Linked DNA regions of Sus scrofa: region 2 is linked to region 1. A link is a contact called in public HiChIP or PLAC-seq data. All regions are on one chromosome and are shown on one strand. The core of a region is the stretch at or near the end of the contact, and the rest is flanking DNA. Distances in the headings are between cores, read along the strand shown. Region 1 holds the start of NIPA2 (magnesium transporter NIPA2). Region 2 holds the start of CLN8 (CLN8, transmembrane ER and ERGIC protein).

The links. HiChIP or PLAC-seq counts read pairs in DNA pulled down with a chosen protein or histone mark.
Region 2: an H3K27ac HiChIP or PLAC-seq map of alveolar macrophages shows a contact between it and region 1. The contact joins the promoter of CLN8 here to the promoter of NIPA2 in region 1. A contact is called at or near these places in 2 of 5 promoter capture datasets (fetal liver and liver) and 1 of 2 datasets of contacts at active chromatin or transcription factors (alveolar macrophages).

What each region holds. Positions count from the first base shown.
Region 1 is chr15:32,200,695-32,204,492 of Sscrofa11.1, reverse strand. It overlaps NIPA2 (magnesium transporter NIPA2), which reads left to right and starts at 2,127. Exons shown (of 7, transcript XM_021075602.1): 1 at 2,127-2,452.
Region 2 is chr15:33,286,576-33,290,780 of Sscrofa11.1, reverse strand. CLN8 (CLN8, transmembrane ER and ERGIC protein) reads right to left here and starts at 2,486. Exons shown (of 3, transcript NM_001244565.1): 1 at 2,262-2,486. It overlaps LOC110257074 (splicing factor, proline- and glutamine-rich-like), which reads left to right and starts at 2,453. Exons shown (of 2, transcript XM_021075674.1): 1 at 2,453-2,939. The coding sequence starts at 2,473.

The sequences.
Region 1 (3,798 bases), core at 878-3,377:
CTGCAACATTATGTGCTGGAGAAGTAAACTGGGCATTTAAGGAGCTTGCATTACTTTAGCAAGGAATTATATACACTTATAAAAACAATACACTGTGCAATATGACAGTAAGGGTCAGATGTGGGAGGAGTCCAGATAATCAATGTGAGATGAGTCTGTGAACTACAATGATGAGAGAAGGATGATTAGATGAGGCAGGGTTTAGCTGGTATGATTAGAATACTGGCAGAAAAGAGCTACAAGCAAATTAATTTGTTAAGTCAACATAATTTCTAAGCATTCTTATGACTCGACCACTACTTTCATTACAGTCATCTGCTTCCTAGAGGCACTGTTGGGATTAGTTATTGTTACACAGCAATACATATCAAAGAGTGGCTTAATACAAGATTCCTTTATTCATTCTCATATGTCTGTGGGTCATTGTGCAGTTTTGTGGTCCTCAACCAACTAGGCTCCAATCCTTGGTCTCAATGAAGCTAGGTGGCTTTGCAAGTTGCTCTACTCCACCTGATCTCCTCCTCTAGCAAACAGTCCAAGCTTCTTCTCATCATGGTTTAGGCTGGGAACCACCACATTTTCTTGACCAAAGACAGTCCCAAGGCCAGAATCAGGAGATGATATGGAAGTGCAAAGCCATTCTGCAAAATGTGTGGGCACATGGATAGGTAGAGAATCAGAGCCATTTTTTCAATCTACCACGTCATAGTTACCAACTTGCAAACTATCTTTCAATAGTCAGTACAGGAGTTCCCGTCCTGGCTAAGCGGAAAACAATCTGAGCAGCATCCATCAGGATGCAGGTTCGATCCCTGGCCTCGCTCAGTGGGTTAAGGATCCAGTGCTGCTGTAAGCTGTGGTATAGGTTGCAGATGTGGCTCTGATCTGGTGTGGCTGTGGCATAGGCCAGCAGCTACAGCTCCAATTCAATTCCTAGCCTGGGAACCTCCATATGGGCTGTGAGTGCGGCCCTAAAATGACCAAAACAAAAACAAAAACAAACCAGTATGGGCCTTGTTTGAACACAGATTTGAACAAACCAACGGCAAAATATAAAATATTTTTAAAAGATTAGTTAATATAATTCTTTATTTGACAATGTCATTTAACTAGAATTCAGTTAAGACCAAAAAGCAAGCAAAAAAATTCATCTGAGCCAGTTCTAAAAAGCAGTTTCCTGTTTGTCAAGTTCACAGAAGATTAAAAGCTTTTAAATTAGAAGCTGCATAGTTACCAAAACCAGAGTGGTCAGGGGCTGCGTAATCTAGAACATAACAGTCCAATGGGACTGTAGTCTGAAAAGAGCAAATTATATTGGGCATTTTCTGCCTAAATAGGCACAGAATTCATTTTAGGAATATTCCCACCCAAAATAACTTAAATTTGGTATAATAGTGCTTTTGCATCTAGTCAAAAACTGAAAGAACATCCCTAGAAGACTTTTGCAACTGTAACCAAGGTGTTATTGGTTTATTAGCAGGTCTCACTCCAGATTTAGCTAGTTGCTCCACCAGGCTTCTTATAAATGACCTCTCCGTCTCTGTCCTCTTCCAAGGAAACCATGATGATAGATTCCAAGAAATTTCTCTGTTGCAGGAGGAGCTAAGGCGGGACAGCTTAACAGTGGGTTTCCCATGCATCTAATGAAAAATAAATCTCTGCTCCATGGGTCGGGAGACCGAATTTTGCCAAACCACAAACTCGACCAAAGAACGCATTTATTCCCGTATTCGGTTATTTAACATTGGGGAAGAAAGGGCCTTACCCTGAGCCCGCCCCGCCACCAGCACTTGGTCTCGCCCCTCCGCGTCCCCCAACCCGCCCGGGCCTCTTGGCGCGGCGCTAGTCCTTTCCCTTGCACTCTCGGAGAATCTTTCCCTAAGGAATCTCTAGGGACACCGCGTAAAACGCAGCTTCACACGTGGGAACTCACGGCACTCTCTAACCGCACGTGGGAATTCTCTGCACACTGTACCTTCCTTTCGATATTTTGGTCGGCAAACAATACATTGCAAAACACTGCTTCCGACACCCTTCGGCCCGCCCCCTGCTCTCCACCAACCAGGACTTGGAAAAGAGACCGGAACAAGATCGGAGAGCGCGCCGCAGGCGGAGCCTTTGCCGTGCACTGAGCGTGCGCGCGCCGCCGCTTTCGTCATTCGGCCGCGCCCAGGTTCTCCTCTGCTGCGCCCCTTGGCCCCCTGTGGCGGCGGTGGGTGCCGGAGGTCGTCCGGGGCAAGTTCCTCTCGGCATTTCCCCATGGAGGAAGCGGCGTGCACGGCTGCAGCCCCGGATGCTCGCACCTCCTACGGGACAGCAACGAAGGCTGTGGCCGCGCGAGCTCAGGACAGAGTGACCCGGGCGGCCTGTGTAGGGGTGTGAACGGAGGTGACCGGGGCCGGATAGGAAAAGGGAAGCTGCGCGGCGGGCCTGCCAACTTTCTTCCTTTCAGGCAAGCGCGAAGGGGCGAGCTGGGCAAGCCTGCCCATCTTGGGTCGGGAAGGATCTTTCAGGGGCGCCTTTCTTTTCCCTGGGGACTCTGAGCCACGCGTGTTCTGAGATGGAAGTAGTTTTCCCGTAACCTGTATCAAGGAATACCACTGTGAATTGGGTTGCCAGTGAATCCCAAGGAAACCTGGCCTGGCCCTGTCGAGGGCGCATGTTCATTAAGTTCATTAAAATGCTTTCATTTTGTAGTTTTAGAAGATTTTTTCAGCTGCTGCGAAGATATTAACACTGTTGAACAAGCCTTAGATGTCGCTGTAACGTTTTGAACAAGGCTTGTTTCATTTCCTAACTTTTATAAAGTCACTAAAATCCTTCTCTCTCCTCTCTGTATAACTGAACAAAACTCATTATTGTGTGGATAGAATTAGTATGCATTTTGTTTTGTGTTTATGTCTCTTGAATCTTTTCAATTCGTTTACTACAGGCTCTGTATTTCTGGGAATTCTCTATATACCGTAAGCCCACTTAGTACTTTGTTGTTAAAGTGCTAGCAGTGAATATGAGAGAATAGAGATCTCTTTTTTCCTACCAGCAAGATGTCTGTTAAAACAGTATGGTGTACTGGGTTGAATAGATTTTATGTTAGTTGGTAAGTAAAACCAGTAAGGAGACTAGTAACCAAATTTTTTAAAATATTCAGTAACTATTTATTTCTTTTGCCTCCTTCTGTATTTTCTTCTTTCCAGGCTGGAGCCACTCTGCCAGGGTTTAAAACTTTAAATGAGAATAAAGGGTTTTATTTGCAGGAAATGAGAGTGAATAAGTCATCTCTAACCTCTTCCAGCCTTTTTTTCATAAGAGAGACCATATTAAGTTTACATGTAAGTTAAAATTTTAATTTATAAATGATATTACTAAAAAAGGTTGGAGATTTAGGTTATGTAGTATTTATAAGTCTTGGGGGTTTTTTTTGCTTTTTTTTAGGGCTGCACCTGTGGCATATCAGGTTCCTAGGCTAGAGGTTGAATCAGAGCTGCAGCTGCCAGCCTCCACCACAGCCACACCGGATCCTTAACTCACTGAGCTGGGCCAGGGATTGAAACCGCATCTTCATGGGTACTAGTTGGGTTTGTTTCTGCTGAGCCACAATGGGAACATCTATATGCATTACTCTTAAAAATAATTAGCCAAGTGAGAGGTTGGAAAAAATTAAAGTGGAAATCAAGCAGAAATAAAGATGGAGACCGCTAAGGTTTAATATGATGTGGGCGGTCTATATATAAGTAAAGTCCAGTGGACACTTAGTTAGGTTCCATTTTAGGCTGTGTAGCTTTTTGTGTGGTCCTGTGC
Region 2 (4,205 bases), core at 1,237-3,736, 1.1 Mb before region 1:
CCACTCACCAGCCTGCGGCTGCACAGGACGTGGGAGAAACTAGGACACGGACACCCAATCTGGGTCTGCCTGCTTCTGAAGTGTGTGCTTGAGATGAGGGTGGAAGGATGGGATGCAGAGCCAAGGACCAAGGGGGGAGGGCAGCAGGCGTGGTGCAAGCATTCCAGGCAGTAATGGGGGACTTGCTCCCAGGACCCAGAAATCCAGGACGAAACACCAGCCTTTCAAATTCTCCCCACAGAGAAAGCTTCAGCCTGGCTTCTGGGTCCACAACACTTCAAGGTAACCTTCCTGAAGAGTTAACCTTTTAGTGTCTTATCTAGAGAAAGAAATGCAGATGGATTAAGGTCCAACACTGCAACAAAGACTCAGGTGAGCCAGAGCAGAAGCAGGGACACCCCACCACCACCACCCCAGGGCCATCAAGAAACAGAAACAACTCCCTATAAAAACCCAACACTTGTCACCCTTTAAACCCTATAAACACGCCCTATTCCCATCTGTTTTAATCCTCCTGGTTACACCCCTTCCTACACCGCTGCAGCACAGAGGTTCTGGGTCTGACCTGTCCCCATGGGTCTCCGGGACACAGGAGTGAGCTGATCCACCTGAGGCATGAGGGGACAGGGCCAGGCCTTGGGTGGGGGCTCTTCAGGGACGAGCGGAGGCGCTGTTGCCTTGGACTAGGTGGCACCCCCAGGGTGAGCCAGGCCCTGCTCTGGATGCAGCACAGACTAGGTGGGAGGGCAGAGCCCCAGTGCCCACTCCCCTTGACCAGACCCCTCTCCTTCCCTGGCACAGGGTACCCTGGGGTCACCCTGTCCTGCTGCTGCAGGCTTGCCTCCCCCCAGTCCCCAGACTGAGGGCTTCTTGTCACCTGGGGCCACTGTTGCCTTCCCTGACACGGCCGCAGACCCATGAGCACTGATGACGCTGTTCCTTCAATCCTGGTGGCTTCGAAGCTCACCATCCCAGTACCTCGGAGGTCGAGGTAGAGGAACTGTGGCCATGAGGGAGGTGATTCCCTGGGGGGCGGGGGGGGAGGCCTTGTCCCCTGACTCCCCACGTCCCATTTTCTATAAGATCTATTTACAAAAACTTCCTCTCATTCTTTTTTGTATAAGGTTTAGTGGCTTCTATTGCACCAGACCAGGCGATTTTTTTGAAATTTATTAGAGTGTCAGCCCCGGCACTACAGTAGCCAGGCAGTAGGGTCCCCAGGATGTGACCCTGGCCACCAGGGCCCCCCAGCTCTGACAAAGAAGCATCTATGAGCACCTTCTGATCACTGGTGGCTAAACTGATACAAAAGTTGGAAATATTGCCCAAAAAAGAGGAGAACTCATGCTGTTTTATGTCATGCTGAATTGCTGCTTACAAACCCCTGAGGGTTCACTTGACTTTCCAGGAGAGACAACAGTGAGACAGGCCCAGACTTCAGTCTATGAGGTTAACCTGGCAACACTGACAAGACACAAAAGCTCTCCTCTTGGCCCAAAGAAGGTAAAATCCCAAAGGCTGTGGCTCATTGCTCTCCAGTGGCATCCCTGCTCAGTCAGATAATGCAAACTGACATGTGCTCCTTATCAGCTGGACAGATGTTTCTAACATTTTGAGAGTTACACTTCGTCAGTTCAAAAAGATTTTTTCCAAGATTAAAGAAACAACATGCTCAATAAACAAAATTCAGAAAATATAAACCAGCATAAAAATACAAAATTCAAACCTAGTAATCCTCCTACCCAGCTCTAAACACTATTACTATATTGGGGGGGCGGGGTGCTGGGTCAATCCTCTTGCCAAATGTGAGCTTTTACGTTTTTTTTCTTCTTCATGAAAAACATACACGCTGCCTTTCGCCTAATTCTTTTCAGCATGATGTTCACAGTTCTCTTGTAAACCCTCTTCTCGAGGGAGTCTGTGCACAGACCACTCTGCAGTGAACATCTCTGAAGTCACCCCAGGAACTTACTGCTCAGCTCTAATAATCAGGGATAAGACGCTCGTTGACCAGTCCCTCAGCGTGCAAGACCTGGACTCTCGGAAGGGGCTGAGCTCCCAGGTGGACCAGCCGGCTGCACCCCTGCTACCGGGGCCCGGACTGGCTCCCACTCCGCTCGGATCGAGCCCCCACGCGGCTCATCGGTACACGGGCGGAACTGGCCTCTGCTCCACCGCTCACCTGTCGACGGAGCGCCAGACCGACCTGAACCTGCCCGGCTCACCTGCAGACGGCGTGACCCGCCCCCTGCCCCGCTCACCTGCGGACCGGGCGGCCGGACCGGTCCACGGCCCACAGTCAGCCCAGGCCTCCAAGCACCGCAGGCCAGACGTGGTCACGCGGGGCTCCTCCGCGCGAGGACGCGGGGTTCTGCGGTCCAAGATGAGGAGCAGACAAGACTCACACACCCACCAGCGCCCAGCGTCCACCTGCACAAAGATGGGTCACGACCCGCGCCCAAGCCGCCGCGCATGCGCATTCGGGATGGGGAAAAACGCACCGCGGCCGGACGCTACCAAGGGCGCAGCCGCGGGGGGGGGAGTGGGCTGTACCATACCGGGGGGGGCGCGGGCTGTACTGTGGGAGGGGGGCCGGATCTGCACTCGCCGCCCCTCCTCACTGGCCTGTACCGTGAGCTGGCCCGGGACTTACCCCTCCCGTCCCAGGTCGACCCTTCCGGAGCGGTGCTAAACCAGGAAGGAGTCTTCCGAGTCCACCCAGAGCTCGCGGGGGTCCCGGGGCCCCCAGGTTCGGCGACGCCTCTGAACTCACCGCCCGCGGGGACGACCCTGCGGAGGACCCTAGGAGACCCCACGGAGCCCCCTGAAAGCTCGGCTGCCAAGGTCCGCGGGAGGCCGCCCTTTCCCGGCGGTGACATTGGTCCAACCCAGCCCGCACCTCTGCAGAGGCCAGCCCAGGGCCACGGAACGAGCCTCAGGTGCAGTTTCGCTTCCTGCCCCTGTCAGCCTTGCTCCCACCACGCCAACCCTGCGCTCAGAATCCGCATTTGTGAACCGGAAAGGATCACAACGCCGGCTGGTACGGTGGGAGGATTCCGCATTAGCACCCGGAGCAGGCTGCGTGGCTCACCTGTCTGCAGAGTGTAAAAAAGGCCTTAGCTGTTTGACAGCTTGTGAAGCGCGTACTGTGGGCGGTGCAGTCAGGCCTTGCCAGCCCCCCTGGGGTAGCCCATAGCCCATGTGCAGGGCACCCGCGAGGTGCCGCTGGGGTCCTAGAGTTCACTAGTGGGTGTAGGTGCCAGGATCCAGACAGCCAGGAGCACCCTCTCCAGGCCTGACTCAGAGAGCCCGGGGCTCCACATCCACCAGCTGAAACTACCTGCTTGAGCTCCGACCTCAGGTGTGAAGAGTAGATGCAGACCTGACCCCAGGCCAGCCTAATGCTCACGTGTCCCTACAGCCTGCCCTCCCCTGATCTCACCCTGAATCTTCTTTCTTTCCTGAACTTATCACCGCTGGACACTTTGTATTTTCATGGGTTTGTTTTAGCTATTTTCTGTGTCCTCTGATTAAAATGTTAGCAGCATGGGAGGAGAATGTGGTCCTGTCACTCCTGTATCCCCAGCACTTGGGAATGTGCCTGTCACTCCTGTATCCCCAGCACTTGGGAATCACCCATGATTCACACACATCTGCTGAAAATACGGGAAATCACATGGAAAGCCTTCTTTCCTCCCTACACCCACCCTGGTGTAGGGAGACCATATGAGAGACACACAGTAAATGTACTGAGTTGGATTAAAAACGACAGCTCTGGAGACTCACTCTTGTTTTGTGTTGCTTCCCCTTCCCAAAGTCTCCCAGTGGTGAAGAGAATTTGAGGATGAAATAAGATGTTTAAATTATCAACACCTCTTGAAAACAAAGTATCAACAATGATTGTATCTTCTGATTTTCTGATTCTCATCAAGGTTCAGCTAAATCCTGAGTCTCCTGTAGAAACAGAGATCTGGTGCTCAAGGTGCTGCCACTTCCCCAGTCATTGCCCTCACTCTTGGTGTCCTCTGTGCATGCTGTGACCAGGTCCGCCTTTCAAATGAGGAACTGGGCTCAGAAAGGTGAAGTGGTGACCTGATTAGCATGCTGGCAGTAAATTTCTCAGCTTAGGTTAAGATGTTCAAGGACTGTATTTTTCTGCTATGCTACTTTTATTTTTATTTTCTTTTATTGTCTTTTTAGGGCCA